6 separate regions of the Mus musculus genome follow, and regions 1, 2, 4, 5 and 6 are each linked to region 3. Evidence: chromatin contacts called from public HiCAR-type, HiChIP or PLAC-seq and promoter capture Hi-C data. All regions are on one chromosome and are shown on one strand. The core of a region is the stretch at or near the end of the contact, and the rest is flanking DNA. Distances in the headings are between cores, read along the strand shown.

The links. Promoter capture Hi-C pulls out the DNA fragments that hold promoters and counts their contacts. HiCAR-type assays count read pairs that join an accessible place to other places. HiChIP or PLAC-seq counts read pairs in DNA pulled down with a chosen protein or histone mark. Capture Hi-C pulls out chosen DNA fragments and counts their contacts.
Region 1: a promoter capture Hi-C map of liver shows a contact between it and region 3, with 2.2 times the contacts expected there. The contact joins the promoter of Nepro here to the promoter of 4932412D23Rik in region 3. A contact is called at or near these places in 2 of 39 promoter capture datasets (liver and pre-B cells), 1 of 484 Hi-C or Micro-C datasets (rod photoreceptor), 1 of 115 datasets of contacts at active chromatin or transcription factors (astrocytes) and 1 of 9 other capture datasets (liver).
Region 2: a promoter capture Hi-C map of liver shows a contact between it and region 3, with 2.9 times the contacts expected there. The contact joins the enhancer-like site here to the promoter of 4932412D23Rik in region 3. A contact is called at or near these places in 8 of 39 promoter capture datasets (the 3T3-L1 cell line, cranial neural crest, hippocampal neurons and 4 more), 4 of 115 datasets of contacts at active chromatin or transcription factors (astrocytes, embryonic forebrain, forebrain and 1 more) and 2 of 9 other capture datasets (adipose tissue and liver).
Region 4: a contact with region 3 is called in a promoter capture Hi-C map of embryonic stem cells, with 3 times the contacts expected there. The contact joins the promoter of Zdhhc23 here to the promoter of 4932412D23Rik in region 3. A contact is called at or near these places in 11 of 39 promoter capture datasets (the 3T3-L1 cell line, cranial neural crest, embryonic stem cells and 6 more), 1 of 484 Hi-C or Micro-C datasets (CD4 T cells), 5 of 115 datasets of contacts at active chromatin or transcription factors (astrocytes, embryonic forebrain, forebrain and 2 more) and 2 of 9 other capture datasets (adipose tissue and liver).
Region 5: a contact with region 3 is called in a HiCAR-type map of astrocytes, with 4 times the contacts expected there. The contact joins the promoter of Qtrt2 here to the promoter of 4932412D23Rik in region 3. A contact is called at or near these places in 18 of 39 promoter capture datasets (the 3T3-L1 cell line, 3T3-L1-derived adipocytes, the C10 cell line and 12 more), 12 of 484 Hi-C or Micro-C datasets (CD4 T cells, CD8 T cells, the G1E-ER4 cell line and 8 more), 6 of 115 datasets of contacts at active chromatin or transcription factors (astrocytes, epiblast stem cells, extraembryonic endoderm stem cells and 3 more) and 3 of 9 other capture datasets (adipose tissue, embryonic stem cells and liver).
Region 6: a contact with region 3 is called in an H3K27ac HiChIP or PLAC-seq map of thymic regulatory T cells, with 7 times the contacts expected there. The contact joins the promoter of Spice1 here to the promoter of 4932412D23Rik in region 3. A contact is called at or near these places in 3 of 39 promoter capture datasets (hippocampal neurons, liver and pre-B cells), 1 of 484 Hi-C or Micro-C datasets (regulatory T cells), 2 of 115 datasets of contacts at active chromatin or transcription factors (embryonic limb bud and thymic regulatory T cells) and 2 of 9 other capture datasets (adipose tissue and liver).

The regions. Positions count from the first base shown.
Region 1 is chr16:44,722,397-44,726,308 of GRCm38.p6, reverse strand. Nepro (nucleolus and neural progenitor protein) reads right to left here and starts at 2,008. Exons shown (of 9, transcript NM_145972.4): 1 at 1,841-2,008. The coding sequence starts at 1,946.
Region 2 is chr16:44,052,195-44,056,263 of GRCm38.p6, reverse strand. It overlaps a transcript of Gramd1c not described here. Among named protein-coding and RNA genes, the nearest start is that of Gramd1c, 12 kb to the right of the region's middle. Within about 2 kb of position 2,818, at least 16 of the 459 cell types and tissues checked have an H3K27ac peak or open chromatin away from gene starts, as enhancers often do. A contact at or near this core is called in liver and second pharyngeal arch cranial neural crest, where this site is marked.
Region 3 is chr16:42,873,742-42,877,241 of GRCm38.p6, reverse strand. It overlaps 4932412D23Rik (RIKEN cDNA 4932412D23 gene), which reads left to right and starts at 1,655. Exons shown (of 4, transcript NR_040521.1): 1 at 1,655-1,810. It also overlaps a transcript of Zbtb20 not described here.
Region 4 is chr16:43,978,101-43,981,634 of GRCm38.p6, reverse strand. Zdhhc23 (zinc finger, DHHC domain containing 23) reads left to right here and starts at 1,826. Exons shown (of 5, transcript NM_001007460.2): 1 at 1,826-2,176; 2 at 2,459-2,727. The coding sequence starts at 2,585. Gramd1c (GRAM domain containing 1C) reads left to right here. Exons shown (of 17, transcript NM_001359085.1): 17 at 1-1,285. It overlaps Gm46552 (a long non-coding RNA gene), which reads right to left and starts at 1,762. Exons shown (of 2, transcript XR_001781930.1): 1 at 1,397-1,762.
Region 5 is chr16:43,888,175-43,891,914 of GRCm38.p6, reverse strand. Qtrt2 (queuine tRNA-ribosyltransferase accessory subunit 2) reads left to right here and starts at 2,239. Exons shown (of 9, transcript NM_001356329.1): 1 at 2,239-2,348. It overlaps Ccdc191 (coiled-coil domain containing 191), which reads right to left and starts at 2,013. Exons shown (of 16, transcript NM_027801.1): 1 at 1,877-2,013. The coding sequence starts at 1,924.
Region 6 is chr16:44,345,229-44,349,141 of GRCm38.p6, reverse strand. Spice1 (spindle and centriole associated protein 1) reads right to left here and starts at 1,741. Exons shown (of 18, transcript NM_144550.4): 1 at 1,636-1,741.

The sequences.
Region 1 (3,912 bases), core at 759-3,258, 1.8 Mb before region 3:
TAATGTCATATTGTATAGGATTTCATAAGCAAAGTAGATAGTGTTAATGTATACAGAAAGATAGGTCCTACTGCAAATACTATCTACCATGTTATATAGACTCGAGCATGTACACATTTCTTTATAAGGAAGGATTCCTAGAGCCAATCCTCTGTGGATATCAATGGGAAACTACATCCAGAAAAGAGAAACCACCAGGGCCACTGGAAATTGTATTATGTAACTGAATGGTTATACAAATGTTTCCTAATCGGAACATGAGCAGCTGGGAAGCAGGCGTCAGGCTCCATCTGGTGGCTCAGAAAGGAAACACAAGCATTCTAAGTGAAAAGCTCTGTCCTATCTGGAGAAATTAAATCAGCTACCTGGGTGATGAGGAGTTGGTGAATTTCCCATAGTAATCTGTTTTTAAAATTGTGACTAAGGAATTAGAAAGAACTTAAAACTGCGTAGGAAAGATAGATGGGAAGAGGGGTGAGAATACTCGATAGGTTGTACTTAGTTAACAATTACCAAATGTGTCTGTAATGACAGCTACGGTCATTTGACTGTCAAACCAGGCACTGTTACAAATGCTTCGTGGTATCAACCTTTTCATTTCCCCAATATGGCCAAGAAGCTGGTACTATTTTTTATCCCCATTTTTGACTGGGGTAAAACCTGTCTTAGAAATAACAAAAAGTAACTGACAGTCATAGGACCAAAAGCAGCTTCAAAAACAAAAAGTTGGATGTAACCGTGAAAACTACAGTATTTCGTAGCTGTGTCTCCCGGTAGCTGAATGTCCCTTCGTGATTAAACATCCTTCAAGCTTAGGTAGGCTGCTCTCGCTCTGGCGCACACCTTTAATCCCAGCACTGGGGAGGCAGAGGCAGGGGGACTTCTAAGTTCAAGGCCAGCCTGGTCTACAGAGTGAGTTCCAGGAAAGCCAGGGCTACACAGAAAACTCAGTCTCAAAAAACAAAAACAACAACAAAAAACTAAGGCAACCCAGGTATTAACTCACAATTCGAAAGACCCCCACCTCATTATAATATTTAGGTTTGAATATTTTATTACGTTTTGGGGGGGTCGGGGTTGTAGCACAGCATTAAATCCAGGGGGAGATGTAGAACATATTACTTGCAGAAGTTGGTTCTCGCTTTTTACCACGTGAATCCTGAGAATCCTCATTTCGGCTTGGCCATACGCATGGGCCCATCTTTTCGTCCCACCCACCCAATAGGCTTTTCTAAAGGATCATGGGAAGAACGTTCCAAACGAGAGCCGGCCCGTGATTTGGGAGCGGGTAAATCAAATCGCCCGATCCCTCTTATATGGTTAACACCTCCACAGCATATATACTAACAAACTAAATTAAAACTCACAACACAGACCCCACCCCCACACACATCTCTTTGCGAGTCCCTGTTTTCTAAACAAACTGCTCTAACTATCTCATTTTTCCCCACTTGAGAAGAACCGAGAGACCAGAGTAACTCCCTCGCCCAGTAAGGGGAAAACGAGCTCTTGTATTTTAGAGACAAGCCGGAGGTCCGAAGCCCCGGCGTACGGTACTTGGGTGACAGCCCCGATCCTTGGGGACAGCACAGGACCCAGGCAGCGTTTGGGGGCTACACATGCAGGGCCGGGACTAGTCGTGCTCTCCTGTTCCAGCACAGTCACGGCGAAGCCCAGGCGCTTGCCAGCAATCCTCATGCCACACTATCCAGGCCGGACCTTCCGCCTGGCGCTCCCCTTCCCGGCGTGCCCCGCGCTCAGGAAGTCCCACCCCGTCCCACGTGAGCCCGCCCGCCGGTTCCCGGAGACACGCTAGGACTTCCTTGCCGGCCACACTCACCCAGGGTGGCGCTGGGGTCCCGCACGGTCAGCGTGCTGCAGTTCCCCGCCTGGGGGATCCTCACGCGGTTCCACGGCTCCGCACCCGGCCGCACCGCAGCGGCCATCTCGAGCGGCGTGGGAGGGCCGGGGAAGGCCGAGCGGAGCGTGAGCGAGTTGAGCGGCCTGGGCAGGAGAGGGAGGGAGGGAGGGGACGAGGGCGGAGCGGGGCGGGCCGGAGGTGTGGGGCCCGCCCCGGGGCGGAGTCACGGCCCGTTAGACCCGCTGGGAAAGGAGAAACGTGTTAGAGTATTCTGAGGCTCCTACATTTTTAGAGCAACTTCGAAGCTATGCATTTTACTGATGGATCCGAGTGAGGCCCAGCCTTTTAACTCTTACTCGGATATTTTGAAAAGAAGAACTCGCATCATATCAGCAAATGTGACATTCGTCACGTAGTCACGATTTATTTGGAGTAGTCAAGGAAAACTATATAGCTTGGATATAGCTCAACTTCAATAATTACAAAAAACCCAGAGGTTGTCTTGACCACCCATTATCACCGTCATTTTCTCCGACAAAATATTCCAGGCTCTGCTGGTTCTGATCACTGATTACTGGTGATTGTTCGTTTTAAGTCCTTGGGGCCTTCTTGCTTCTGTTCATAAGGTTTCTTTCGCAGGGTGGAGAGGAGCAGTTGGTGGGCATTAAGTGAGACTGCCAAGTTGCTTCATTATGTCTGCGGATTACCATATATTATCCCAAAAAGGTAATTTCTTCAGACCTCAGTGTGCTTGGGGGTAAAGACTTCTTAGAACAGTGCCTGCTGTACAAATTTTTACTCTTACTAGACGTATTTAACGCAAGTAATCTTGCCCTACTGAGATGCTCTCTGTCCTGTGTGTTCCTTACAGATAATTGCTCGTTTTTGTTTTTGTTTTTTTGTTTTTTTTTTTTTTCTGTTTTTTTGGGTTTTTCGAGACAGGGTTTCTCTGTATAGCCCTAGCTGTCCTGGAACTCACTCTGTAGACCAGGCTGGCCTTGAACTCAGAAATCCTCCTGCCTCTGCCTCCCAAGTGCTGGGATTAAAGGCGTGTGCCACCACTGCCCAGCTTAATTGCTCTTTCATTTGAACCATTTTGAAACAATCTCACTTCTTCAGTCAGCTCTGGGATCACTATCTTTAATAACACTTCGTAAACTATCCTCACACCATAACGACTTAAATGCCCCTCTAATGCACTACCAAATTACCTGTGTGTTAGTTTCCTATTTGGGCTGTAACATATTACCACAGACTTAACAGAATCAACATAATGTTTCTGGACTTGTGGAAGACAGAAGATATTTTAGTTGGAGATGTGTCGTGTGTGCACGTTGGAGGCTAAGGGTAGTGGTCAGGGTCTTCCTTTACCACTACCCACCTTTGCTTCTGAGTCAGGCTCTCCCGCTGATCCTGGAACTCAGTGTTTGGTGATCAGTCCCCAGAGGCATCCCTTCTCCATCCCAACCCTCTGAAACGCCTTCCTAGCCCCAGTTCAGTCTTACTGAGCTAAAATTAGCTGTTTAATGGGCTGTTTCCTTCTGAGGGCTTTAAAGAAGAGTTTCCTTGACTTTTCCAGACTTTTAGTGGTTGCTGCATTCTTTGGCACATGTCCACATCCTCCATGTTCAAAGTCACTACAATAGCATCCTGCAATATCTCCCCCTGTTCAGAGACAAGGAGAGATAGACTCAAGTGTTTAAGTAAAATAATCCACTTGAACATTAAAAAAGCTGTATTATGAGCCAGAAAGAAAAGATAAGGCAGCTGTAGACAGAGATATATTTGTGATGCAATGATAGAGATAAGGAACGAAAGAATGAGAGGTCTGTGTTTTCCTAAAGGAAGATTCACGGTCATAATGAAGAATAGAGAGAAGGGAATGGTGTTCTATATTCTATGAGCAATACATACTGAAATTGAAGCTTCTAGGAACTGGGCACATGGAAGAAGTACAGGATAGTTTTTAAGTCATGCTTGGAAAACTTGTAGACTCTAGAGAAGGACTCATAGACACAGATGGCCACCAAATATGTAAAACCTTACATACC
Region 2 (4,069 bases), core at 1,569-4,068, 1.2 Mb before region 3:
GAAAGACACACAAACATTAGCTCATCTTTAGCTTCTCTTATTGGCTCAGTGGATGGGCTCTTCTAAGCCTTTAGCAGCTACTACACCCATCTCTTTACTCCTAGCTCAACACCTCTAACTCTGCCCTCAGCTTAGTTGCCCGGTTACCTTCTGTGAAGCCCAATGGTCCTGCTGCCCAAGAGGCTTTCAGATTTCTCTCCCAAGTATCTTCCCTTCCTGCCTTCTCCTGTCTCCTAGGAACCTGGAAGTCCCGCCTCTTTCTTTCTGCCCAGCCATTGGCTGCTGGCATCTTTATCGATCAATCAAGAACCAATTGGGGACATGGACCTTAGCATGTGGCCACCCAGATTCCCGATCAAAGCATCAAACCACACCCTCTACAGAACCGCCCCAGCGTCTACATCTGGAAGCTTTCTGAGTGGGCGGGGTTGGAGCGAGGAGGAAGAATGGGGTTAACTGTATCAGTATATAGTCTACTTAAAAAAAAAAAAAGTCCACTGTTGAAGAAACTCATTACACAACATACAACTGTTACCATAACCAAGAGAATGATGTTTAGGAAGTCTGGAAGAAATTTTATTTCCACCTACTTTAATTCAATCTGGTTTCTACCATGGACTCTTCCATGTTGCTTGATTTTCTTTTCTTATGATAATGTCAGAAAATCAGTACAATGCAATAAAAAGGCAGAGTTCACAGAATTCAGACTCAACACCAGGAAGACCTGGTAGTGTAGCAGGAACGTTCTCACGAGGCAGGAAATGTGTCGTTTAACCCAAATCAAGAATGCCAGGGCCATTTCAGAGTCGGGGAACCAAGAGCTGTGTCCCTTTTTACTTTACAAAGATGACAGTTGTCTGTCTCTATAAGAATACAACTCTAATAAGTTTCTTTTATTTAAATTTTCTTTAATGGGTGTAAATCCAAGGTCCTAGTGTACGTTAGGACAGAGCTTCACCTCTTGGCTCTTGTTCATAGTTCACAGTTCATGTGCCGGTTGGCTCAAGCAAAAGTAGATGAAGTATCAGGTTTCATGCGGCATCATAGCTACCAAAATTTCTTTCGAGGATGCAGTGCCAGGTAGGTTTGTACTGCTTTTCAAACTCCTTGTTATGGGCTGTCTGGTCCCTCCCCTGTTTTCTTCTTTTAATTCCAGGGATCTAACCCATGGACTTTTGAATGCTGACTTAATGCTCCACCACTAGGCTAGATCCCCAGCCCACAGCGTACTCTGTGTGTTGTATGAATGTGTCTCCAACACCTGGCGCGTGTCCTGCCCTGAGCCCTGTTGCTTCTCCTCCCGTGATCTGCGTTTTTTGATCTTACCCTTCAGTCCCTCGGGGTTACCAGGGGACGCACAACCAGAGTTGTGGGTCTCCAGGGGACAGGCTTCCTGGCACCCTACATGCCTATGGGAGGAGCTGCTGTCATTACCAAAGCTGTGGCACAGCTCCTGGAAGGTGTCTGATAAACAGGCCACAGACTTCTTAAAGTCTGATGTTTCAAGAACTAAGGAAAAGGCAGTAATGAAGAATAATACATCCAGGCAGCTGTTCCACAATAGTGAACTTGGAGGGCAGTGTGACATACCTGAGTGAATTAGCTTGAAAATAGAACACTGGGGATAAAATAGCGTCTGCTCTGCCCCTAGTGGCTTTGCCGTCTAGGGTGCCCTACAGCCTACCTGACTTCAGTGGAATCACTTGTAAAATAGAGATTGAGTCACAGTCTGACAATATAGGTCAGTCCGAATGGTATGCAGTTAGATAGATGTGCTAATATGTGTCTTTCTTGTAAGACTGCTTAAATGCAGGGTATTGGTAGGACTAAGTCTCCATAGTTGCTGATGGTGAGAGCCATAGCTTCAGGTTTTCTACTTAACTCTTGTGATCAAAGCTGGGATATATGAGTGTGTGTTTATATGTATTTATTTACTTACACGAATTGCAGTGCTTAATCCTAGACTATGAGAAATAACTTTCACTGTCGACTTTTATACCTCATGAAACCAAAAATGGTAACAAGTGAAATTGAAAATAAAGTTAATGGCAAATAAATATTTATACATTTTGTCTTTTACCTGTTAGTAAAAAGTACATGGCAAAAGGGAAAAAAAAAGAGAGTTTTTTTTTTTTCTCTTACCAACTAAAATAATGATATATTCCATATGGATTAAAATCCCAGAGGCCAAGCAGACAGCTCTGCGACAGGGCTGTTTGTTGAGTTAGCTCTCTTAGTGATGTGCAGTTAGCCACTTGTGGGAGTAGGAAGGGGCCTCTGGGGTTCTGTGTTGTGTGTGTTTAGAGGGTGACTTAACTAGATGCAGTACTTCTGTGAATAAGGTGTTGATCACTGGCCCTCCTGTCTTACTTTGATAGTCGGTTAAGTTCCCCTTAGAAAATATTTGTCAACTGTGTAAACTCATCTCCTTACTAGCTGGCTTAGTTGGTGATTTTATTTTAAAAGTGAACAAATTATAGTTTTCTGAAATTTGTAACTAAAATGAAAGTCTCTGTATTCACCTTAAATCACTATGATCTTTAAAATTCCTAACATAGAATAGGGGTGATATAAATCTTAGAAAGTAAATAGGAAGAGAAGATGGAGCAGGAGAATTTTGAAAGTGCTCAGAATTCAAGTCAACCATGCCCTTCTATCCTTTTGTTCTAAAACATTTAAGAATAAAGCATACTCATTTTATACTACACTCAAATAATGATCAGCATATGGAAAGTATTAAGCCAGCCTCTAATCACAGTCCAGCTGTAATTTAGGTTGTCCAAGGAGCCAGACATCTTAGTTCTGTGGTTTCTCGCTGAGTTATGGTCATGCTCACATTACTCGCAGCTACAATGTTCTGCTTGAAAGTGGGGAGAAAACTCCCTGCAGGCCCGATGCGTAGGCACACGTAGGGTTAATTAAAGCTGAAGTATACATTTTGTCGAAAGAGGCCAAGAAGGCCACTGAGGATTAATTATTGTGTTTGTGAAGTACTTTGGTAAGTTTAGAGGAAAGCTGCCCTGTAGTCCCGTTGTGTTCTGGGGCGAGTACAGCCCATGTTATTCAAACCTATGAAGTCTATGCTGCATTTTATGATGATGGCATTTTAAAAAGGAAGTTTTCTCTCAGAATCACTTTTAATTTAATTCTATTTGAAAATGTTTATGTATATATCATATATATGTGTATATATATATATACATATATTTGTTAAGCACTTTTATAAATTGGGGAGGTATTGTCTAACATTTTTAGATTTAACTATAAGAAAGAAGGAGTTAATATTTTTGGCAATAGGAGGAGGGGAATGTTTAAATTAAATGAACATTTTAGTAAAACTATCAAGAGATACAGAATACACTGTTGTAAACTGTGTGTGCTCGCTGTATGCATATATGTGTTGGTGCATACAGGTGTTCAGGTCAGAGGTTGGTGCTGGATGGCTTTCCTAGGCTGTTCTCCATGTCAGTATATGTTTTAGATTTAAATTACATTCTTGAGGCTTATTTGCTTTTATTTTATGCGTATGGATGTTTTGCCTGCTTTCATGACTGTGCACCGTGTGCACACAGTGACTGGGGTGGCCAGAGAAGGCTGCAGATTCCATGGAACTGAGTTGTAGAGGGCTGTAGACCACAACGAGGGTACTGGGAGTCAAACCCTGGTTCTCGAGAAGACTAGCCAGAGTCTTAACTGCTGAGTCATCTTTCTAGCCCAGATTTAGCTTTCTCTCATTTCATGTATTTTGTATATATGTACATGTACGTGTTTGGGCATGTATGCCATGGAATGTATTGTCAAAGGATAACTTGTGTGAGTCTGCTCTATGTGGGACCTGGGGGTCAAACTCAGATAATCGAACTTGGTGGCAAGTGCCTTTACCCCCTGCACTATCTTGCTGGCCTTCTCTACTTTAGAGACAGGGTCTCTGATTGAACCTGGAGCTCACCCATTTTGCTAGATTCCCCCAGGATCTGCCGTTCTCTTTCCTGTCAACCAAGGCTGAGGGTTACACGTGTGTGCTGTTGTGCCTGGCTTCCTGTACATGGATGCTGGAGCTCTGAAAGCA
Region 3 (3,500 bases), core at 406-2,905:
AGAGCTCACACTATTTTTCCATAAACTAGTATTTGGATGTTCTAAGTTTTTCAATGGCAACAAGTTGCAGCAGTAACTTGGAACACTGTTCACTTGAAATCACTGTATACGCTGAAATTTTTTATAGCAGAAAATACCAAAGTGAGAAAAGTCCACTTTAGTAACATTCTGGTGTGTGTGTGTGTGTGTGTGTGTGTGTGTGTGTGTGTTTAAAAAATAGTAAATTTCACTGTCTAAAAAGGTAACATGTTCAACTTAAATCTGGGCCAATGATTCTGAGGACTATACCATCAGGTGCAGGCTTCCAAATGTTTTCCCATGCCATTCAGATTTCTGCTGGAGAACTGTCTTGCTTCTTCAGACCTGATTTGACCCGGTTCGGAGTAAGAGATCATCAGATTACCGAGCTAGGTAGCGTAGCTGTACGCCATATTGTGTTTTTCGCTAATGTTTATAGTCTGTGTGTGTGCCTAGCATATGCTTGTGCAAGTGTGTTTATCAATACAACTTTTACGAAATCCCTGCCTCCTGCCTCTTCTGCATCCTTAGGAAGGGGAGGGGCTGAAGGGGGACACTGAGAGCCCCCCACACAGGGAAAAGCATTAAAACAATTAGAGGACCACATTTGAATGAACTTCAAAACCATACTCCTGTATTTGGGGATGGGGTAGGTTTTGTTATTTTGTTTTGTTTTGTTTTATGTCTCAAGGTATGAGAGAGCGTTAACTTTTTTTTTTTTTTTTAATGTTTCGGAAGGGGCCCAAAGGCTAAAGAGAGGAGGACAGGGTTCAATCCTTGCCAAGCCCCCCTGTCTACGGGTGAGAGCAAGGCAGGCTGGGCTACGCGCCCAAGCCCGGGTTCTCCGAAGCCAGTTCTCTGCGCGGGAGGAAAGCGACTGGGAGGGCGGAGGGAGGGAGAGGAGAGGGGCGGGAGCCGGCGCCGCCAACAGCTCCGGAGCCCCGGCCGGTGCCCCTCAGCTCCTCTTCTGGGAAGCCGCGACTCCAGAAGCGGGGAGGAGAGACTAGACGCAGTGGCAACGACCGGACGCCCCGCCCGGGCCAGCGGCGGACCCTCCCCGCAGGGTCGCGCGAGGCCGCCGGGCGGGCGCGAGGAGGGGCGGCGGGAGGGCGCGCGGGGCGGGGCGGGGCAGAAGCCCCGGGCTGCGGCTCGGAACTCGCGCCACGGCCCCACCCCGCCCCCTCCTCGGCGGCCCGTCACCCCCGACTCCCCGCGACTCGTAGACGCCCGGCCGCGCTCCGCACGCACACACCCCTCCCTCCCGCCCGCCCCACAACAAATTAGAGTTTTTGGCGTTACCTCCTCGCGCTCTTTAATCTTCTTTCCTCAACTCCTAAACTTCCCCCCGCCCCTACTTCTTCGGCAGAAGGCCCACATTGGGCGCCCGAAGCCGCGAACCTCTACCTTGTCCTACTATTGGGCGGCTCGCATGCCACTCGCTGCTTCAGCTGACCAATAGCGTTTGGACAGCCCTCGTGAGGTTGCCGCCCATAAACAAAATGCACTCTTCCTCCTCCCCTCCGCGGCTCCTCCCCTAACTGCCCCTTCTCTCATCTCTGTCATCTTTGATTGGCCTAGGAGACACCCAATCCGCTATCTCAAGCATCAACTGGTGAGCGGAAACTTCACTCAGAGCAGTTTTAACAGTCTATTGGTCAATGTTCTCAACTCTTCCCGCCCACCAGCGCCCTGTGTAGAGAGGCCAGCTGTCTCTGGTTATTCAGTGATCCAAGAGCTGGGAAACTATTGGTCGACAGAGGCCGTCAGACCGGACTGTAGTGATCGGTGATTGGTCAGTATAGGCACGATCAAGTTTGGTTGTTTACTCCTCCACTTCCCCACCCTCCTTTTCATCCACGTCCCCGCCCCCTCCTGACTGCTTTTACTTTCTACGCATTTCTATTTCCTCCTTTATTTATTTATTTGTGATAAACTTAAATGACCCGAGGATAGAGGCGGGACTCCAAGAGGGGCTAGAGGATGACGGGCGGCGGCCCGGGGCCAATTGTCGCGGGGACTGCGGGGTGAGGGGCAGCGGCGGCGGCCAGTGAGAAGCAGGTGTCTGCCGCGCGCCGCCTATGGAGCCGGGATGCCCCAGCGGAGGCGGCGGTTACCCGCTGTCTGGCTCGCCCAGAGGGGGAGGGGAGGGAAGGGGTTCAGTGCAGGGAGGAGGGGTGTCGTGGTCACGGGCAGTGGATGTCCTAGCGAGCAGGATCCTGGCGGTGGGAGGGACCGCTGGGCGGGAGGCGACCTGAGGCCCAGGGAGACAGAGAGGCGGGAGCAGTTTTAGGACTCCCAGGGAATGTGTTTCTACAGAAAAATACCGTGTAAAACCGTCTGCAGAGAGCCGCCCTTAATATCAATGAGGATTTATTATCCTACCGGAAAAAGCAGATTATGTTTCTTATTACTAAACGCCTGAAGTACTGACGACCCAACTGAAGCCCACAAAATTCAATATCCTGGGAGCTAGAAGGAATAAAGCAACACGGAAAATTAAATGCAGTTCAGATGCTTCAATAAAACCTTCATCTTCATCCATTTGTCACTCAGCATAGTACTCCCCAGAGCCAAATTCTAACAAATACTGGTCAGGCAAGGGCGGGGTGGAGGAGGAAGGGGGTGAGGCCTGAGGCCAGCAGGAAGCCAAGGATAGATTCCTGAAAAGAATTCCTTAAAAGGACTAAGATGGAAAAAAGAATGGCTTTTCACTCTACAAAGAAAAAGAATTCCTGCCAAAATAAGAACTAATACTTTTTAAGGAGCTTAATTTGTCACGAAAGGGATTTGTCAGAAACACCAACCATACAAAGAAACTGTATTTGTAGTATTGGTTATTAATACAGAAAATAATCTTATAGATTATAGACTTGAAAAATAGATTCTGGTAGACTTGAAGTAAGTTTAAGCCTGGATTTCACGTAGGTTTCCTTGACACACACTAAATACTTTGAACACCAAATGTTTGCTTTGACTAAGTAGAAGTCTGGCAGACCATAAGCAAAACAAAATTAGCCCTGACTTAAAAAAAAAAAATAGCACAAGGCCTTGACTTCATTAGTACATTAGGGCCTTTCTGAAGATTATGGGTGTGGCTATCAGAATCTAGAAATTGCTTAAAATATAAGAGAACTGAAGGATGTTCAAAGTAAAAAGTGCTACCGAGTGTGGATTTAAATTTGTGTATAAACTCTAAGTAAAAGTTTTACAGGAAATAGTCTGTGCAGAACAATCAGCTTCACGTGAGAAAATTAAGTAAAATTTAACAAAAGTGGGCAACTACTTAACCCCATAACTTTAAGAAGAAATGACTACTTCAAATTCTTATCATTTCTCATAAATTTTTAAAGATACTTTGCAGTGTTTTGTAAATGTGAGGATTATGATGAGGAATCATAAGGGCAACTATGTAAAATATATAACAGTGACAAGGTGAGGCCTTGGGTGTTACTACCTGTATTTTTTACTGTCCAATTCTGCTG
Region 4 (3,534 bases), core at 577-3,076, 1.1 Mb before region 3:
AAGGTAAGAAGAAACCCCTCAATCATTTATCACCTTAAAGGATCGTTTTCCAAGTGCATACATTCCAGGCTTGTATCTTTAAATTTTACAGTGCCTTCCTTGACTTGGCCTCAAGGCCAATGGTCAGACCTTTTGTATGTCCGAAAGAGTCATTGGCCATGTTGTATCTGAATGAAGGGATATATATGTATATATATACACACATATATACATGTACATATATATACATATGTGTGTGCATATATGTATGTACGTATAAGTACCAAAGGTGAGATTATCCTTTATATATCAAAAAGACTGAACAGTAATTTAGGAGAAGGAAGTATATAGGACATCAATGCTCATAATGAACTACTTTCAGTTTTAGAAGTCGTAAGATTATTATAAAATCTGGGCATTCCATGACAGATCAAATTGAGTCCATGAGTAATGCTTAGATTCAGCTTAGCAACACCCATGATAGAGGTGGCCCATCAGGTAGAAAATAATTAATCACTTTTCAGTAGCAGCTAACTTGTCTTGCTGGCAAATTATAAGCTGGACACAAACTTGCACTCAGCAATAAAGACTGGGGGGCATGCAAGCTGACCGGAGTTGAGAGGCGCAAGCTTGGGCTCTCGGGAAAACCACTCAGGCACTTGTGTCAGCACCAGTGGTTTGTGAAAATAAGGACTTGGCGACTTGACTTGAAATTAGCTGCGTCCCCCGGGATTTAGGAAATGTTCAGGACGTATTTATTGTTTTGTTCTCTAGCTGTCTTTCTAGAACACGCACATATATTTATTTTTATTGAATATCCATTGCCTTTAGTCAATGTTTCCTTTCCCTCAGTGTCACCAAAGCCAAATGTCATTGCTAACAATGTTTTTGAGACGCCTGTAGGGAATAAAAATACTGGCTAAAGGGAAGGGTTTCTCTTCATGAATCCTAACTAATCTCCCTGGGGCAGGGGGCTTCGGAGTAATACCTTCTGTTCTGTTCTGTTCTGTTCTGCTTTGTTTTGTTCTGTTCTGTTCTGTTCTGTTTTGTTTGTGATAAGAACATAGGAAGTCTCTGGCTGTGAGTTTGAGTGACTGGATTAGAAACTTCAGATTGTTAAATTTAGAAAAATGTTAACTGTCAAAGTGAATGCTTTTGTGGTTTCTCTTAAAGCACTTCACCATATACCTCAAAGATTACCAACGTCACTTTGTAGATAAAACACTAAATATGTACGTAGAATTAATGAGATCTTAATCTGTTATGTATGGATTGACTTCAATAAAACCGGAAATGTTTAAGTTGTCGTTTTTTCTTCTGTTTCTGCTTAAAACCAAACCAAAACCTAGAAAGCCTGGGGTAGGGAAAACCTGTACGTAGGCCCATAGTTCTTACAGATTTGTGCTGCAATACAAACCCAGAGGGGACTCTCTTGGGCAATTTCATTGCAAATGTGCAGACTACTGAATCAAAAGTACCACCGAGGCCTGGCTGGAAAGCAGCTCCATCCTCCAGGACTCGCGAGCGAGAACAAGTTGGATAAGCCGGGCTTGGGGTCCACAGCGGGCCTCAAGGGAAGGCGGGCGACTCGTGGGGTGGCACCTCTGAAGGCGGCCAAGGTGCGGATCGAACCCCAACGCCTGTTGCCGGCGCTGGAGGACCGCAGGCGACCGGCGGAACTCTGGCGGCGCGCGAGCGCCGGGGTCCGATCCCGCACCCCGGCGGCACCGCGAGGGCCCCGGCGCAGGTGCGAGGTGGCCCGGCCGGAGCGCGGCGGGGGAGGGGCCTCGTGGGCAGGCGGCGCACGTGCGGGCGGCGGGATCCCGGCGCCGGGGGCGGGGCACCCGGAAGCGCGCGCCGACCTGCGGAGCGGCGACCGGGGGCGACTGGCTCGCTCGGCAGGCGCGCGCACCGGCGGTGCTCACAGGTGGGCGACTCCGCCCGGCACTCCCGAGCCTGCCGTGCGGGGTCGCAGGCTCAGCCGCGCCCAGGGGAGTCGGTCCTCCTCCCGGTCCCCGCCTCTGTCGGGAGGGCAGGTAACTTCCCCGCCAAGGTCATTCTCCAGGCCCGCCCACGCCCTCGGAGCGGCGGGTTCGGAGTGGGCTGGACGGGCGACCTCGGGGCTGCTGGGGCTCCTGGCATCCCCGGGCCGGTGGGTGGTTGCAGCGCCAGGGCGTCGCTGCCTGCACCTGCGAGGGTGAGTTTCCACGGCGCGCAGCCTTGGGGTGGGGACAGCCCGGCCCTTTGAGCCGGCACCCTCAGGTGAACTGGGCCGCCCTAGCTCTGCTGTCCCGGGCCGCGTGGTCGGCTGTCGCCATGGGAACGGCTGGTGCCCAGATGTTGCTAGCCTAGCTGGGAAGGGGAGGGGAAGGTGCTCAGAGCCCCAGAAGTCAAGGAACCCTCCTGTCAGGCCACGCGGAGCCCGAAAAGCCTGATGAAAGCAGGACCCTTCCCCCCTTTTCATTTTTTTATTGCTCAGGCGTTGGCGTTAATGAGAAGCAAGGATGTGTTTACAGGATGTGAGTTGAGTTCTTGCCACCTTTACCTTCTGTGAGCTTCTTATGCCTCATGGTGACAGGTACAAATCCGTACACTAAAGGGCAATATGAAGCCAGTCAAAAAAAAGAAAACCGAAGAACCTGAATTGGAGCCCCTGTGCTGTTGCGAATACATAGATCGAAATGGGGAAAAGAACCACGTGGCTGCCTGTTTGTGTGATTGTCAAGACCTCGATGAAGGCTGTGACAGGTAAGCTTACAGTTTCCAGATGCTGACCCCACTGGTTCTGTTGAGACCTACATATGTATATATATTCCTTCAGGTTTGCCGTCCAGAATGCTGAGGTTTGTTCTTGCTATTCCAAAGGATCTAAAATAGAGGATTGGTTTTTTGCTGTCAGGTGTGAGGATTTTAACAGTTTTCATTTTAAAGGATCATGGAGGATAGTAGGGTAGATTAGATGTATATAAGAACGCAATCCAGCACACACACTGCAAGTTTAAATGGACACTCCAGAAAGTTCTGTATTTTCAGTGATCTTAGTAGGACCCATGCATGGGGTTGTTCTCACGTGGTCACATGAACTTGAAGGGTAAAAGATAGCTTCTCTGTTCTCAGTTCACCCTGTATTTCCAGAGAGAGAGGCCATGTACACCTTGTGGGGAGTGACTGTTTTTCTGTGTGTAGCAACACAGTCCTGGTTGGAATATTGTCTTATCTTTGGCCTTTACTTTTACCACAATCTCAGCGATGGAGATTGCTATCTAAAAAGAGAGTTTTTAACCTCTGTTAAAACCAGTTTGTATCAAGCAGCAATAAACTGCTTTTAGCCATTTTTCTAAATATATATATTTTAAACATCTGCTTATGGAAGGCATAAAGTGATAGGAAGAGGGATGTTGGAGACAAGCTTTTCCCAGAAATTGTCCCTTCTGGCTACACAGTCATGGTGACTGTAGATTGTTAATCAGGCCAAGAACAGCTTTGCATGGGGACCACTGCAGTCTTCTGTCACTCTTGACTGGTAAAGCCCATTACCTCTTTGTTCCTTGTCTC
Region 5 (3,740 bases), core at 990-3,489, 1.0 Mb before region 3:
CTAGGTCTGTAGTCTAGGCATCAGCATTTTTTTTTTTATGTCTTAGTTCTCCAGGGCTAAGAGTCAACGTATAGAAGTATGTATTCTATATTCGGGTATAGAAACATTACTTCTCATGAAACCCATACAAACACTGTTTAGTTCACCTCTTTCTGCCATTTTCTGCTTAACGACTGTTATGGTCCTTTCTTTTCCTGTTTGTAGAAGTAGCCAGATGCCTTCCAGTCCTTCCTACACCTGAGATGTCTGATAAAACAGGAGTGGGGGGTGTGGAACAAAACTACTCAACTTGTACTGTTGTACCAAGCCTAAAACGAACGAAACAAATTAATCTCTACCCAGATCAGTCAGCTATTAACCTGAACTGAGAAATGGAGACCACAGGGAGCCTCCTCTGTTCTCTGACATCCAGAAGCTCACAGAACTCTAACAGCCACTGAGTAAGCAAGGGGATTTGCTTTGCAAAAATATTCGGGGTTTGTTTTTTTTTTTTTTTAAAACAACGGGACAAGAAACCAATCAACTGGCACAAGAAAGTTGCTGTAAAGGGTATAATATCCTCCCTCACTTACCTAACACTTCACCTTCATCTCACCTTACACACAATTAATGCAGCTGTTCTGTCTAAATAACTGTCATGGCAACAAAGAAAGAGCTGATCTTATTCAAACACAGTTGAATTTCAAGGCGCTCATGGATTTTACTTTATCCTCTAGACAGTAATAATGAGCACTATCAGGGGGGAAAAATCCCTCTTTTTGTAGTTCTAAGTTGTCCCAATTTTTTTTTTTTTTTTTTTTTTGCCTTGCATCATCAAATCTATATTCATATGCTATTTCGGGCCCCATCTATTATGCAATGGAGCAACCTCAGTTTCCACTCACTAATGCTCTGGCCTGTGCCCTCTGGTATCTGGAGCATGGTTTTCACTAAGCGGAATGTGCCCTGTGCACACAGCTGCTATATTTAGGATAACCCACAAGAATGATTACCTGGGGCCCCCACAAAAGCCACTCGTCTAAGAGGATTTTTTTTTCTTTTTACAGGAAAGTAAAACTGAAAGGTAAGAGCAGCTGGTGAAACTGCTCTGCTGCTGAAAGCTGAAGCCCCTCCATTTCAATACTCTCCTTTACATTTAAAGCATCTATTTTTGTGACTGTTAAGAGGTATTCTGGAAGGCACACTTGGTGTGGCTGTGACTTTGCATGGCTGTGACTTTTGTAATGTTCCAAGTTTTAAATGGTGTCTCTTTTATTTTTAATTACCCCCCACCCCCACCCCAATTCTTCCTCAACCTCCTGATGCCTTTAGGTGCTAATACACAGAAGAGGTAAGAGATACAGGGAGGCTCTAACTTTGAATGCTCGTGAAATTTAGAGATAACCATATGGATAAAGTATTGAGATACAACCATCTGGACTTCTGGGTTCATTTTAGATACCTTGTGTAAAACTGGAAAGGGAAAGATATAAGGGATAACGTCAGAGAATTTCGTGTGATGATTTTTTTTTTCCTTTTAAAGACCCCTTAACTCAGATTTGAAGGGGGCAGAAGAAAATGTGCGGAAAGTTTCCTAAAATTGGTGGCAGAGTAAGGATTAGGGGCAAATTCCCCTCACCATGATGGACACTAGGAGACCTCTCCATAGATAGAAATAATCCTTACAGGATGCAGCCCATCACAGTAGTGAGTACACAGACCCTTTGGCTCCTTAAATCACGCTACCTAGGGCTGTGCAGGCTCTAGGGTAGCCAAGGCCAGGTAAGGATGCCCCCGGGGGAAGAGTGAGGAAGCGCAGGGCGGGAAGCGGCTGGCTTCAGGACTGTGTGGCGCCTAGGGCCGGCCCATGTTCCTCAAAGCTCCCGACTGGGATCACCTTGAGATTCAGCTTCCTTGATAACCGTTTCCAGCGACTCAGCTCCATCTTCTTCTTTGAGGCGGACCCTCCCTGGGGCGCCAGCAGCACGTTTTGCACTCTCGGGCCTAGACTTCGGCCACAACAGAGACAACTGCGCCTCCTCCCAGACTGCTTTCAGGTGGTTCTGGGAGTTGTAGTTCTGCCACCTAGCAGCTAGACAGGGGTCAGACATTCCGGAACTACTACTCCCAGGAGGCGTTGCGCGGGAAGCTTGCTTTCACGCTGTTACTATGGCATCGGCGGAGGTCACTGGGCTTCTTTAGCAGGGCCTTTGCGTAATTCTGGCGCTTGGTGATGACGCAGAAATTCCGGATTGGCTCTGCGGCGGAGACCGTGGTTTAGTGGGCCAAGGGTTCTACGAGTCGGAACACGTGTTATCTCTTGCGAAGAGTTTAAGGGTCCTGAGGGTGCGGAGTTGTGTTATCAACCGGTGAGTGTTCCTTTTCCTTGTTGAGGGAGGGTGAATAGCGCCCACTTTTTTTTTTTTTTTATTGCGTTGCAGTCTTGTTCCCACCTCGTCATTACTTGGTTTCTTGTTGGTCTAGGCTTTTGCCAGCTCCGAGTCTCCCAGTGTGATTGCCAGTTACAGTTCAGAAAGAAAAGGACCTCCGTTCTCCTGGCCTCTGCCAGAGAATGAGCTTCTCAGCTGCAAGTTTTTCTGAGTTTAGCAGTTACTTGGGAAGCTATACGAATAGGAAAGTCTAGGGCTCCTGGGATGGCTAATGGAACTAAGGGAAAATTGAATCTAAATAGCCATGCCTGGATGTTGTCATGAACAGCCCACTGAAGGCGTGTGTGCTTTCAAGGCAGGGCAGAAATTCAGAACTGGAGCTTTGGACCCGGCCACTTGTTGGCAATTCAGCTTACTTACTGGCAAAATGGGATTGTACCTAAACCCTGGGAGTATTGTAATGATTGAAAAAGCAACGTGTGTAAAACATTCTGCCAGGGAATCTAAACCAAACTATAAACTGGTGGAAATATGATAAGGAAAGCTGTGCCCCATAGACCTAGCACCTGCCCTCTAACTTGAGTGTGAACCAGTAAGAACATTGTTGAATGGGCTGTGTTACGTTCAGACTTTCCGCTGTCTCAATGGTAGTTAGTTCTTTTGGAAGAGTTAGTTTCATGGCGATTTTTTGGAAGGTGTGCCTATTTTTTCCTGAATGAAAAGCAGAGTTCAGAGAAGTGCATATAATACAGTGTGTGTCCATTTTTGGAGAACAAGTGTGTTTAAATGTTTGGATGAGTCTGGAGAAAGGCTGTCAATTTGGAGAAGATGGCTTAGAGGTAGAGGGGCAAGATGGGAAAAGAACAATTACACTGTAGCAAAATGGGAACTATCACAGTTAATATGGAAACATTGTATTTGACAAATTTCAGTTTCTTTTAAGCCACTAGCCTATATTATAGCCTCTAAAACTAATACATCTATAATTCCAGTAACAACTCTGCCAGTTACTACTGGTAACTGTCTTAGTCACTGTTCTGTTGCTGTGAAGAGACACCATGACCAAAGCAACTGTTATAAAAGAAAACGTTTGATTGAGGGCTTGCTTACAGTTTTAGAGGTTTAGTCCATTATCATCACAGCAGGAAGCATGTTGGCATGCAGGCAGACGCCTGAGCAGTAGCTGAGAACTGCATTCTCATCCATAGGAACAAAGAGAATTGGCATGTACTTTTGAAACCTAAAAGCCAGTGACACATTTCCTCCAACAAGTCCATAACTCTTATCCTTCTAATCCTTTCAAATAGTACAACTCCCTGGTGACTAAGCATTCAAATATATGAGCCTGTGGGGGCCATTCTTACTCACACC
Region 6 (3,913 bases), core at 492-2,991, 1.5 Mb before region 3:
CTGTCCCTAAAACATCAAGCGTCCTTTGCTGTGCATTCACTGCCCTTCCATACACCTCAGAGTATAGTAAGATGCAGCTCGTTTGGCACAGCCCTCCCAATCCTCTAGATCTAGATACCTAACTGTTTGACTCAGTTACTAAACTTAGAGAATTGCCATCCTTCTTGTTGCTCTGGCTTAAGCGTAAGCATCGCCTCTGGTTCCTAACTGTCTCTTTGTCTGCTATGTAACACAATCTATAAATCCTTCCTTGAAATATCCCGCCCATCTGTCCGTTCTTTTCCATTTCTACTAGGAACAATTCTGAACAGCCTGTTATTAATTTTCCTGTAAGGTTTTCTTCCCATTCATCCATCCACTCCACGTTATCAAGTAACTTTCAACGTGCTTGCTAGGCACCAAATAAAACAAAACAGAGAAGTAGCCTGTGCCCTCTCAGAGGTACGTTTCTCAAAAGATCATAACTAAACAACTTCTTACAAAAGGCAAGCCTGAAAGTTAATTCTTTGTGTCAAGGAAGTTCCTAATCTTCAATACACATGAAGAAAAGCTGCCTCCTCTCCTTAATTCCCTCCACAAAGTCGGGCTGAAAATAAAGAGTAAATAAAAGAAAATCAGAATGCTGGGCAGTGGTGGCCCAAGCCTTAAATCTCAGCACTTGGGAGGCTGGGGCAAGCAGATTTCTGAGTTCGAGGACAACCTGGTCGACAGAGTGAACTCCAGGACAGCCAGGGCTACACAGGGAAACCCTGTCTTGAAAAAAACAAAAAAAGAAAGGGGGATGGGGGGAGAAAATCAGAAAGAAAATGTTCTCTGCAAGTGGGTGTGTGTGTGTGTGTGTGTGTGTGTGTGTGTGTGTGTGTGTGGAACATTTACAGAATTTGTTTCAGTCTGAACAATAACAGTCTAAAAGCTAACTGAGGGCCCCTGCAATTTGAGGGCTATACAAAAGACCACTGGAAGCCCTTGCCTGCTCTTAAGGAGGGATGGTGGAATTCTACCAGATTTACCTTAACTAGTATGAAAACAAACTGGGGGACAACCAGAACACTGTCCCTGCCATCAATCTTACCCGGATACAGGGATACAGGGATCTCAACGTTTTACTCCCTCGTAAGATTTTAATGGAGCCCACTGTAGAGAAAAATCCAACTTCAAGAGCTGCTCTTCGTGCGGCCCCAGTTTTCCCTCCCACCCATACTGAGACCCAGCTGTGACCTTCACAAGCAGTGCCATGCACTGTCTGGAACAATTTCCTATTTTTGACTCCCAAGCTCAAGCCTGTCCCAAACTTTCAAACGGCCCCTTCCTTAGAAACCCTCACCTAAACGCTCAACTTAAAGGACGCGCCCTGTCCCAACACCCGATACTCTGCCACTCCCTAGCGGGACAGTAAACAACTGCATCACCCGCCGGCCTCGGGATTTCTCCCGCCAGCAGGGTGCGGGAACGCGGCGCGCGTGCGCGGGGCCCGCTGTCCCGCGGGGGATCCAGGCGCTCCCCGGAACCGCACTCTCAGGCTCTGCGAGGCGAGCGGCCGGCCCTGGGGTGCGCACGCCCACCCGGGCGCCGAGACCCAGGCGGAGACGCCGGCCGCTTCTCCTCGCCCTATGCCCCCGCTTCACCCCAACCTGCCTTGCCGCTGGCCGACTGTGCCTCCGCCCCGACTAAAAGTTCAGCCTCCAGAACCACAGAGCCCGCCACGGGGGAACGCGGAAAGTGGCTTCCGGGCCGTTGCCTGGGTTACCAGAGCTCCGCCCCCACGCCTTTGCGTACATCCGGCGAGCTCCTCCGAGGCGACCCAGAGGCGGTACTGGCGTGGGGCTCTGCAGTTCTCACCCAAAGGGCCAAATGGCGCGCCTGTCATAAGCCTCTAGAAGTCTCCAAAAGAAACTTGCACACCAACCTCCACATACCGCACTTCCTTGCCTTAACTTTTGATCGTTTGCTTAGAAATATGTCTTGCTACCTCCCAGTGGAGCCAAACGCGCTAGGTTCACCGGGAACTAAAACTGACCCTGCTCTCAGCAAGTTTACAACCCCATAGCAGCAAGCTATTGACGACCGAAATGTATAAGGTGAAAACTGTATACATGCTAAGAAGGAACTGTACAAACTAGATAGTGACCTTATGGGAATATTTCAATATCGCAGGAAAGCTGAAATGAAAGGAGGAGTAGATTATTTAAAAAGAAAGAGCATTTCTACAGAGGGAATTGCCTGTGCAAGGATGTACGTCAAACTGCAATGGAGGAATAGAAGTTGAGAAAACTTGGTGATTGTGCTTGGGTGGAGGCAGGATGTGCATAACTTCATAAATCATGTTAAGGACTTTACAATGAATGTCTTACCCTTGATAAGTTCCTTGGAAACCCCTGACCTTCAATTGTTAAGGGGAAAGCTACACACGGATCAACAGGTGTATATTCAGTGTCATCCAGGTGCAATGAACTGCCTTCTGAGACTTTCCACTCTGATCCAATGTGGACGTGTTGTCTATGTAATCGTCATCACCCCTTCCTCTCCAACTTGCTGTAGTCACTTGCCAAGTAACCAGCACTGGCTCTCCTAAGTGCTTGTCCATGCTGACTCATGCCCCCCAACTTTAGGTAAGCCCCTACCTAAAGTTGATGGAGCATCCTGTTAGGTCTCTGCTCCGTTAATTCTCTCACTCCCCTAGATAACAGTAGTATACTTTCTTATTTATCTCCTCTAACCTCATGCCAGTCTATGGACTTGCTTCTCATTTCGTTTTTAACACTGAATTAATTTCAGAAAACTTAAATCCGCTTCCATCACTGTTTCTGCCTTCTATCAACATATTTACCCACAGAGTTCATCTTTTCCTTCAACTTCCAAAACCCAATGAAACATGTGTGCGCATGCACACACACAAGAAAACTACAAAGTACATAATAATCAAATCAATCAAAACTAGTGATAAAGAAAAAAAATCTAAAAACATATGTGCACAAGAACATAAAAAGGGTATATAACAATTTCTCTTTAGAAACAAACTAGACAGTAGGACAATAATATATGTTGTTCCACTTGCTTCCTTGTTTTATTCTTTTCCATATATATATATATATATATATATATATATATATATATATATATCTTGTTTATTTTATGTATTTCATACCTATTAAAATGCATTTTCTTTAGAAAAATAATTAGCAAACTGATTCTGAAATTCTTGTGAAAGACCTACAATAGCCAAAATCAAAAGAACAAAATTTGATTTCTAAACATGACTGATTTTAAAACTTATTATGAAGATTATAGCAATCATAATGTCATGATATGGATCGACAGTTATACTGTCTGGGTTTGTGTGTCAACTTGACTCAAGCTGGAGTTATCACAGAGAAAGGAGCCTCCTTTGAGGAAATGTCTCCATGAGATCCAGCTGTAAGGCATTTTCTCAGTTAGTGATCAAGGGTGGGAGGGCCCGTTGTGGGTGGTGCCATCCCTGGGCTGGTAGTCTTGGGTTCTATAAGAAAGCAAGGTGAGCTAGCCAGGGGAGGCAAGCCAGTAGCATCTCTCCATGGCCTCTGCATCAGCTCCTGCTTCCTGATCCAGTCCTAACTTCCTTTGATGATGAACAGCAATGTGGAAGTGTGAGCTTAATAAACCCTTTCCTCCCCAACTTGCTTCTTGGCCATGATGCAGGAATACAAACCCTGACTAAGAAAACAGTCATTCAAATATATCAATGAAGTAAAGCAAAACTCAAAGTAAACTCATACAAGTGTAGAAAACTAATGTTTCATAAAGGTAGTTTAGTGGAGAAATGGTAGCTTTAAAAAATGAATCTTAGCTGGGCGTGGTGGCACACGCCTTTAATCCCAGCACTCGGGAGGCAGAGGCAGGCAGATTTCTGAGTTCGAGGCCGGCCTAGTCTACAAAG